Regions from separate parts of the Mus musculus genome. Here region 2 is linked to region 1. The links are chromatin contacts, called in public promoter capture Hi-C maps. All regions are on one chromosome and are shown on one strand. The core of a region is the stretch at or near the end of the contact, and the rest is flanking DNA. Distances in the headings are between cores, read along the strand shown. Region 1 holds the start of Fhl3 (four and a half LIM domains 3). Region 2 holds the start of Tmem35b (transmembrane protein 35B).

Evidence for each region. Promoter capture Hi-C pulls out the DNA fragments that hold promoters and counts their contacts.
Region 2: a promoter capture Hi-C map of the HPC-7 cell line shows a contact between it and region 1. The contact joins the promoter of Tmem35b here to the promoter of Fhl3 in region 1. A contact is called at or near these places in 2 of 39 promoter capture datasets (the HPC-7 cell line and liver).

The regions. Positions count from the first base shown.
Region 1 is chr4:124,698,826-124,702,332 of GRCm38.p6, reverse strand. It overlaps Fhl3 (four and a half LIM domains 3), which reads right to left and starts at 1,634. Exons shown (of 6, transcript NM_010213.3): 1 at 1,482-1,634.
Region 2 is chr4:127,124,395-127,127,901 of GRCm38.p6, reverse strand. Tmem35b (transmembrane protein 35B) reads right to left here and starts at 1,859. Exons shown (of 3, transcript NM_001099319.2): 1 at 1,709-1,859; 2 at 1-83. The coding sequence starts at 1,813.

The DNA of each region.
Region 1 (3,507 bases), core at 385-2,884:
GCTTACGAAAAGGAAGGACAGAGTATAGGTCCCCTTTAGAGCTCAGTACAAGATACCAGGGGCAGGCTAGGGGCATGGCCAAGGCTGTTCAGCAATTGGAGCAGAAGTGTCCTATCCATCAGAGGGGAACTCTGCCTAGAAATGCTTTGGTAGTGGTGGAAGGGGCAGTCATCCTTTGGGGGGGAGGGAGGGCGAACAGGAGATACACTAGAGCTGGCTGTCTTCCCCGGCTGCCAGCCTGCCATTGGAAGACACCCAGAAGTCTTTCCAATTACCCATGCCAACTGCTCAACCCTTTAGTATATCCCCCTTCCCCGCCTCCCGCAACCCCCCCCCCCCGCCCATCCCAAGTCCAGGAGGACCCTGGCCAGACCCCACAGCTGTAACTCAGAGAAGACCCCTCCCCCTTGACAAGAGACTTAGGGGAGAAATTAGAGCCCCCCCCCAACCAGGCACCAATCCCAAACTCTCCACTGCCCCTCTTCCCCACAGGGCCTGGAAGTCAAAGCAGTTTAGGGCGAAGGGAGCAGATCCTGCAGCTGCTCCGAGAACAGGAGAGGGACATTTCATTCACCCCAGAGTCCCCTAGGGCTGAAGCAGAGCGTCCAAGATTTGAGTTTAAAAATAAGTTGGCGCTGTCTTAGTGGCTGTGTGTGTATGGGGCTCTCTCTCTCTCTTCAGCTCAGCTTTACAGCCTCAGGTCCTCTGCCTCCTGGGGGATGGGCTGGCTAAGAGTCAATTTCCCCCTAGCCTTGCCTCCACCCTTTCAAGCCTGGGGCAGCTGTCAGTGAACACACTAGGTGTCTCTCCTCAGCGAACTCTAGCCTCCACTCCGTACCTCTCAGTACCCTTGAGCTTAGTCAGTACCCGTCTTTGTGTTTGGGTGAAGGTGTTCCTGTATCTCTGGAGCTGTGTCCCAGTAGGGCCTCCACTCTGGGGATCTCTATCCCTGTTCATATCCAAGTCTTGGTCTCTCTCGACGTCTCTATGTCTCTGACCTGAGAGTCTCTTTAGGCCTCCGGGAGGCAGATTTAGCGCTAGTCTAACAAGCTCCAGCCTCGGGGCCCTCCAAGGCCCTGGGAAGGGTGCTAGCAATGAGTTCCCTGGGGCCATACATTTGCTTCTTAAAATGCTCCCCAGAACCCGGGTCCCCGCCGTGCCTCGAGAAGTTCATCCGGCCATTCTCTGCCCTCGTTGGAGTGGTCCCGGTAGCCTCCTGGGGCGCGCGTCCTTGTCTGTTCTACCAGGCTCCCTAAGAGCCTCAGTTTCTCCAACCCTGCTGATCTCTGTAGCTTTTCTAGTTCAAACTTGGTCCCCACCCCTTGCAACTCTGGCGGTCCCCGCCCGGCCGGGAGGCGCGGAGCGGTGGGGTCCGTGCAGGCGCGTGGGGTCCCGAATTCGGGATGCCCCAGCAGAAGACAGGGGTGAGGGGCCCAGAGAGCGACCCTGGTCCGAGCGCAGCTGGGGCGGGGGACTCTCACCTCGAAGCGGGCGCGGGAGCTGGGCGCGCGCGGCGTGGGTGGGGCGGGAGCCGATCGCCCGGCGGCTCCTACCTGTGGGCCAGGCGGAGGGGGGCCGAGAGAGCAGCGGCGAGGTAGCCGGCTGCGACTGACTGTGTGGGCGAGTGGGCGCGCGGCCCTAAGCCTCCGAGGAAGTGCTCGGGCCCGCCCCGCCCGGACCCCGCCCCCGGGCCCCCAACCCGCCCGCAAGGGCCAGACCCCGCCCCCTCCTGCCTGCGGCGAGCCCAGCCCAGTCGAACCTGGTGCTCTGACCTCCTCGACCACTCCTTGCTCGCCCCCTGCAGCTTAACCCGCCTCCTGCGCCCTTCGGACCCCGGGGGACGGCTGGAAGCGATCTCAGGCCAGGGGTGCAGAGCTCCTAGGACTAGCTAGAGTCCATCTGGAGACCAGACCTCCCTTCCTCTTTTCCCTCTAGCTCATCCCCAGATGTTACACTAAACCTTAGCTTGGGAAGGAGGCCTTAATCCAGCCGGCTGGAGGCGTGGTTTTGATTCTGCCTTACCAGCGGAGATCAAGGTTTTTTTTTTTTTTCTAGAAACTTGGGCTAAAGAGAGCGAGCCTTTATCCTCCTCAATTTCAAAGGGCTTTATTCTATAAGCGACTGGCGAAAGCACAGGCAACAACCTCCCCATCCTCAACTGTGCCCTGGCACTGAGGTTTCTATAGTGCCCAGGAATAGTTTTGACCTTTGAGGCTCAGGGAGACCCTAATCCTCGGCCTCCCTGGCTTTGGGTTTCTCGAGAGGGTGTGTGAACAGTGCGAGTGGTTGGTGCAGGCAGGGGTGGTTAAGAAGGGAGGGAACTTGTGCAGTTTTTGATCCTCCAGCTTCTACCCTATTCCGGGAAGGGAGGACTAGTGTCTGCCAGGGACACGAGGCCCATCCAGGTCCTTGAGGCCACCCCCCTTGGGATCCTCAGGCTTGTCACTAGGAATAAATAGCCTTGATCTGGAGGGCGGGGTGGGGGTGGGGGAGCTCTGTTGTGCTGTTTGCAAAACAAGAGACAACAAACTAACCCTGGTAATAACCTTTGCGTCTCGGGGATGATTCAGATGTCCAGAGAGGCCCCCCCTAATTCAAGGCTGCATCCAGCCTTGCTAGCATTTTGGGGATTAAGACCCTTCAAGGCTGGTGTGGCGCCTTCCCTTCTGTATCAGGGGTCTGGTTGCTAGGTCCTAAGACAGCCTCTAGGCCAGGTTTTCTTTCAGAGTTAAAGGATTGCTTAAATGTTGTTGATTCTTAAATTGCAAATGCCACGAGGGCAGAGGTTGGGTCGGTTTTTTTTTTTTTTTTTTTTCACTACTGCATTCCCAGTATCTACTCCAGTGTTTGACCTGCAGTAAATGAGGGATGAATGTCACACACTGCTTTCATTTGGACCCCCTGCCACTCCCTGCCAGGCACCTACTATCAGACAGTCTGAGGGTGAGCCCTTCCTCTGGGACTTGTCTCCCAGGTCTAGGGAGCTCTATGTACAGGAATGCAGGAAACACTATCATTCCTGGTTGGAGTAGACAGCGAGAGGGGTCTGTCTGTCCTGACCTGAAGTGGGGACAATGGTGGGAAACTGTACTGTCTAGTTTTGTGTCAACTTGACACAATCTAGAGGTGTTTGTTTGTTTGTAAGGAGGAAACCTCAATTGAGAAATGCTTCCATAAGATCAGGATGTAAGAAAGCCTGTAGGGCATTTTTCTAATTAGTGATTGATGGAGGAAGAGCCAGCCCAGTGCCATGGTGGGTGGTGCCATCCCTGGGCTGGTGGTCCTGGATACCATAAGAAAGCAGACTGAGCAAGCCATGAGGAGCAAGCCAGTAAGCAGCACCCCTCCATGGTCTCCACATCAACTCCTGCCTCAAGGTCCCTGCCCTGTTTGTGTTCTTGTCCTGACATCCTTCAGTGATGCACTATGATGAAGTAGAAGTCAGATAAACCGCTTCCTCTTCAGCTTGCTTTTTGGTCATGGTTTCTTCCCGGCGATAGAAACTAT
Region 2 (3,507 bases), core at 610-3,109, 2.4 Mb before region 1:
GCTGTCTGGTAGCTTATAGGGTCTGGCTGGTAGCCGAACACCTTCAATGGAAACACCTCAGCAAACTGCTCGAACAAGGCTCTCTACGAGTGGTAGGGAACGCCTGTCAGTACTACTTATCAGAAAATGCAGTGCCTGAAGGCACCACCGAGACCTCCTCTGCCTATAACCGGCTCCCTTAACAAAACTGCTACAAGTAGTTTAAGAGCCCGGTAAGGAGGGGCTGACCTTGACCTATAGGGCTGGCTTTTGGAATTAGGAACAGACGTGCCCGTGTGAAAAAGGGCTTCAGGTGTAGTCGGTTTTATGTCCTAACCAGACCTCTCCATAGATGATAACCCAGCTCAAATCCCAGAAGAAGGGAGCAGGGCTTGGCTTTCCCATCTAGGGCCAGGGCCTAGGAAGGGCTACAGATTCTCTTTGTGCCAGGTCTAGTTTCTCTTCTCTCTGAATATCTGCAGGTGGGATGGATAGACTCCTTAGAGAATGACTGACACTTTCCATCTTCTATGCAGGTCCTGATTCTACTGTGGCAGACACAAGGAACAGCTGAGGGGGTGTAACACACCCTACTCAGACCCTTCCCTGGGCCTGCTCCACCCTCAGGACTGTTTCCTGTGGTCCAACAGCAGCCCTGCCTGTCCTACTCTGGCTTCCAAGGAGGGAGCTCCATACTGTCACCTACAGAGCTGCTCCAGAACCCCACAGCTGAATTGAAAGGGGGAAAAAAAGCACGGATTTTAAATTTACACTTTTATGCTGGGCTACAGTGACAGCTATCCTGGAGTGTATGTGGTCCAAGGGCCGCACATGAGACACACCTGCAGAGAGTTTAAGCTGTTTGGCTTTTACCATATCTATCCTAAAGAACCCACCATCTTAGGGAAGAAGAAAGAAGAAAAGAGGAGGAGGAGGGGAGGAGAGGAGGGGAAGAAGAAAGAGGAAAGGAAGAAGAAAAAAGGAGGAAGGGAGGAGAGGAGGAGGAGGAAAAGGAGAAGAAAATCGTAGTAGTACCCAGGCTTGGGAGGTGGCAACAGGGGTCTTCCACAGAGCCTGGCTTCTCTGAGGGTCTGGAAACTGCTGGTAGACCCTCTCGGGATAAGGAACTACAGTCAGTGACTTCTATGCTTCTGTCCCAGGCTGCGTGGGACACTGAGGAGTCTAGTTAGATTGGTCTACTTTGAGCCTTGCTTGAATAGCTGTGTAATGTTTTGGTAAATTACATTTTACCATCATGACTAGTTTCAAGCTTAAAAAAGATTTCTAAGGTAGGTAAGCCGTTAATCCCAGTAGTCTGGAGGTTGGGGTAGGTGGATCTCTGCAAGTTCGAGGCCAGCCACTACACTGAGTGAGCTCCGGGCCAGCCAGCCAGAGGGACACATTCAGAAGACCAGCTCAAACAAACAAACAAAAACCAAATAAAGTAAAATTCTGCCTCCCCAACCTGGAACAATGGGTTGGTGGATGTGGGGTGGAGAGGGGTGCTAGGTCACTTTTTCACTTTGTCTTCCTGGACCTCCTGAGTCCCATCACTTCTCCAACTCTAAATCGGCCTGGGGACAACATGCTCAGCCAGCAGTTAAGTCCCGTGCCCTCCCACCTGGAGAAGGTGTAGAAAATAGGAGGAAAGGCCCAGGCGGCCTCGAGCCCGAAGGCATGAAGCCCCCGGGAACCGAGCACACACTGTCCTTCCCCGGGTGCCGCTCACCATCTGTTGTGACACGGGGGCCGAGACCTGAAAGAGCTTGGCAGCCCCGGTGAGCGCGAAGAAGACGCCAAGCAGAACCCGCAACACGCCTACCCTGAACGACATAGCAGCGCCCGCCTTCCTGGACGACTCTTCCTCCCTACCGGAAGACTACAGTCGGTCCGGCCCGCCCACCCGGTTACGCCCAACTTTCAGCCCCGCCCACTGATGGCCACCTCCGCTAAGACCCGCCCACTGAGGCCTTTCCTTACAGGCTGTACTCATTGTGGAGGGTGCGGAGTATCGGGTGTGTGTCCACGCGATCTGGCCTTCAAACCCACCCGTGCTAGAGGAATCTGACACCACCCAACTCCCTGAGTGTCTCTGGGTCTGCAGCTGTATGGAAGTTGCACAATGGCCTTCAGAAAGTTACTAGAAAATCAGTGAACCCTACAATTAATGAGCAATAAAGCAGTAACTGTAAGTTTTTCTGGTCCACCTATGCCTAAAATACCTGCCCCTCCCATTGCTCAACCAAAAGAAAAATGAGAAAGATATTTAAAGAATCCCTTACTTGGTTGCACTGGCAAACAGAGGACCAATTTTTTCCGGTTGTCGAGTTTTTTAACACACACCCATAAGGAAAATAATAACATTCTAGAAATGATTAAGCAATGTTCAAGGAATTTTCACAACAATTGAAAATTATATAAAACTAACACCTCGGGGTACAAGGGTGAAAGTGTTGACCTGCATCCATTTGTATACCATCTATGGCTGAGCCACTGAATACTATCTGACCTTTCATGAAAGCTGGCTACTGCCACGCATGATGTGCCTGTAATTCCCCAACTAGTGAGGATAAGGCCTGAGGACTGCCCAGAGTTGAATGAACTTCACAGCAAGAACTAGGCTAGTGAGGACTATATCGCAAAGGCCAGTCTCAAAATAAAATAAAATAAAATAATTCCCAAGCCCTGGTCTATGGGTCCAAAAGAAGCCCTATGGTCTCAAACCCTCCCACTGTTCATGCTTACTGGCCACGTACTTGGATCTGCTTCCATCTACATAACTCTCGGAGGGCTGGCGATATGGCTGGTGACTAAAACTGCTCATGTTTTTAAAGTGCACATGCCTACTTGGTCATGCAGGAAGGTACTGGTTGCTGGCCTAACTTAACTCTGTTTTGTCACTTTTTTTCCCCTGAGTCACTTTCTCCTGTGATAGATAACCTTGGAAAGACAAAACTCACCCAAAAGCATAATGACAGTGAAGAAGCAAAGCCAGCTCCAAGCAGCAGCGAGTCTGGCAGAGCAGACCAGGCCTTAAATGGGGCAAATGCCACAGTGATGAGGCTAAAACCAAACTGCTCCCTAAAGTGGGAACCATTTGCAAAACTAGAACTGAAAGAACCATCAATCAGACGACTGTCCTTACCAAGAAGTCCGACTGTCAGGCGCCCAACCCTCCACTGTTCCCTTTTCCTGTGATATTTCAGAGTCCCAGTTAGTCCTTCAAACTAAGGTGGCATTGTGTCCCAGCAGTCAGGAAGCAGAGGTAGTCAGATCTCTGAGTTCTAAGCTAGCCTGGTTGACATGAGTTCCAGGATAGCTAGGGCTATACAGAGAGGCCCTGTCTCAAACAAAACAAAACAAAAACTGCTGAGGTGGGTGGGGTCAATGAATCACAATTTGTTCTTCCCAGCCCAGTCTTGCTCTGCCCTTCACTGCTCACCTCTAACTGGTGTACTGGGACAAGTGGGTTGGCCTGGTCTCTTGGGGAACTCCGTAAACAAGACATTTCCTCTTGAAACTTCAAGA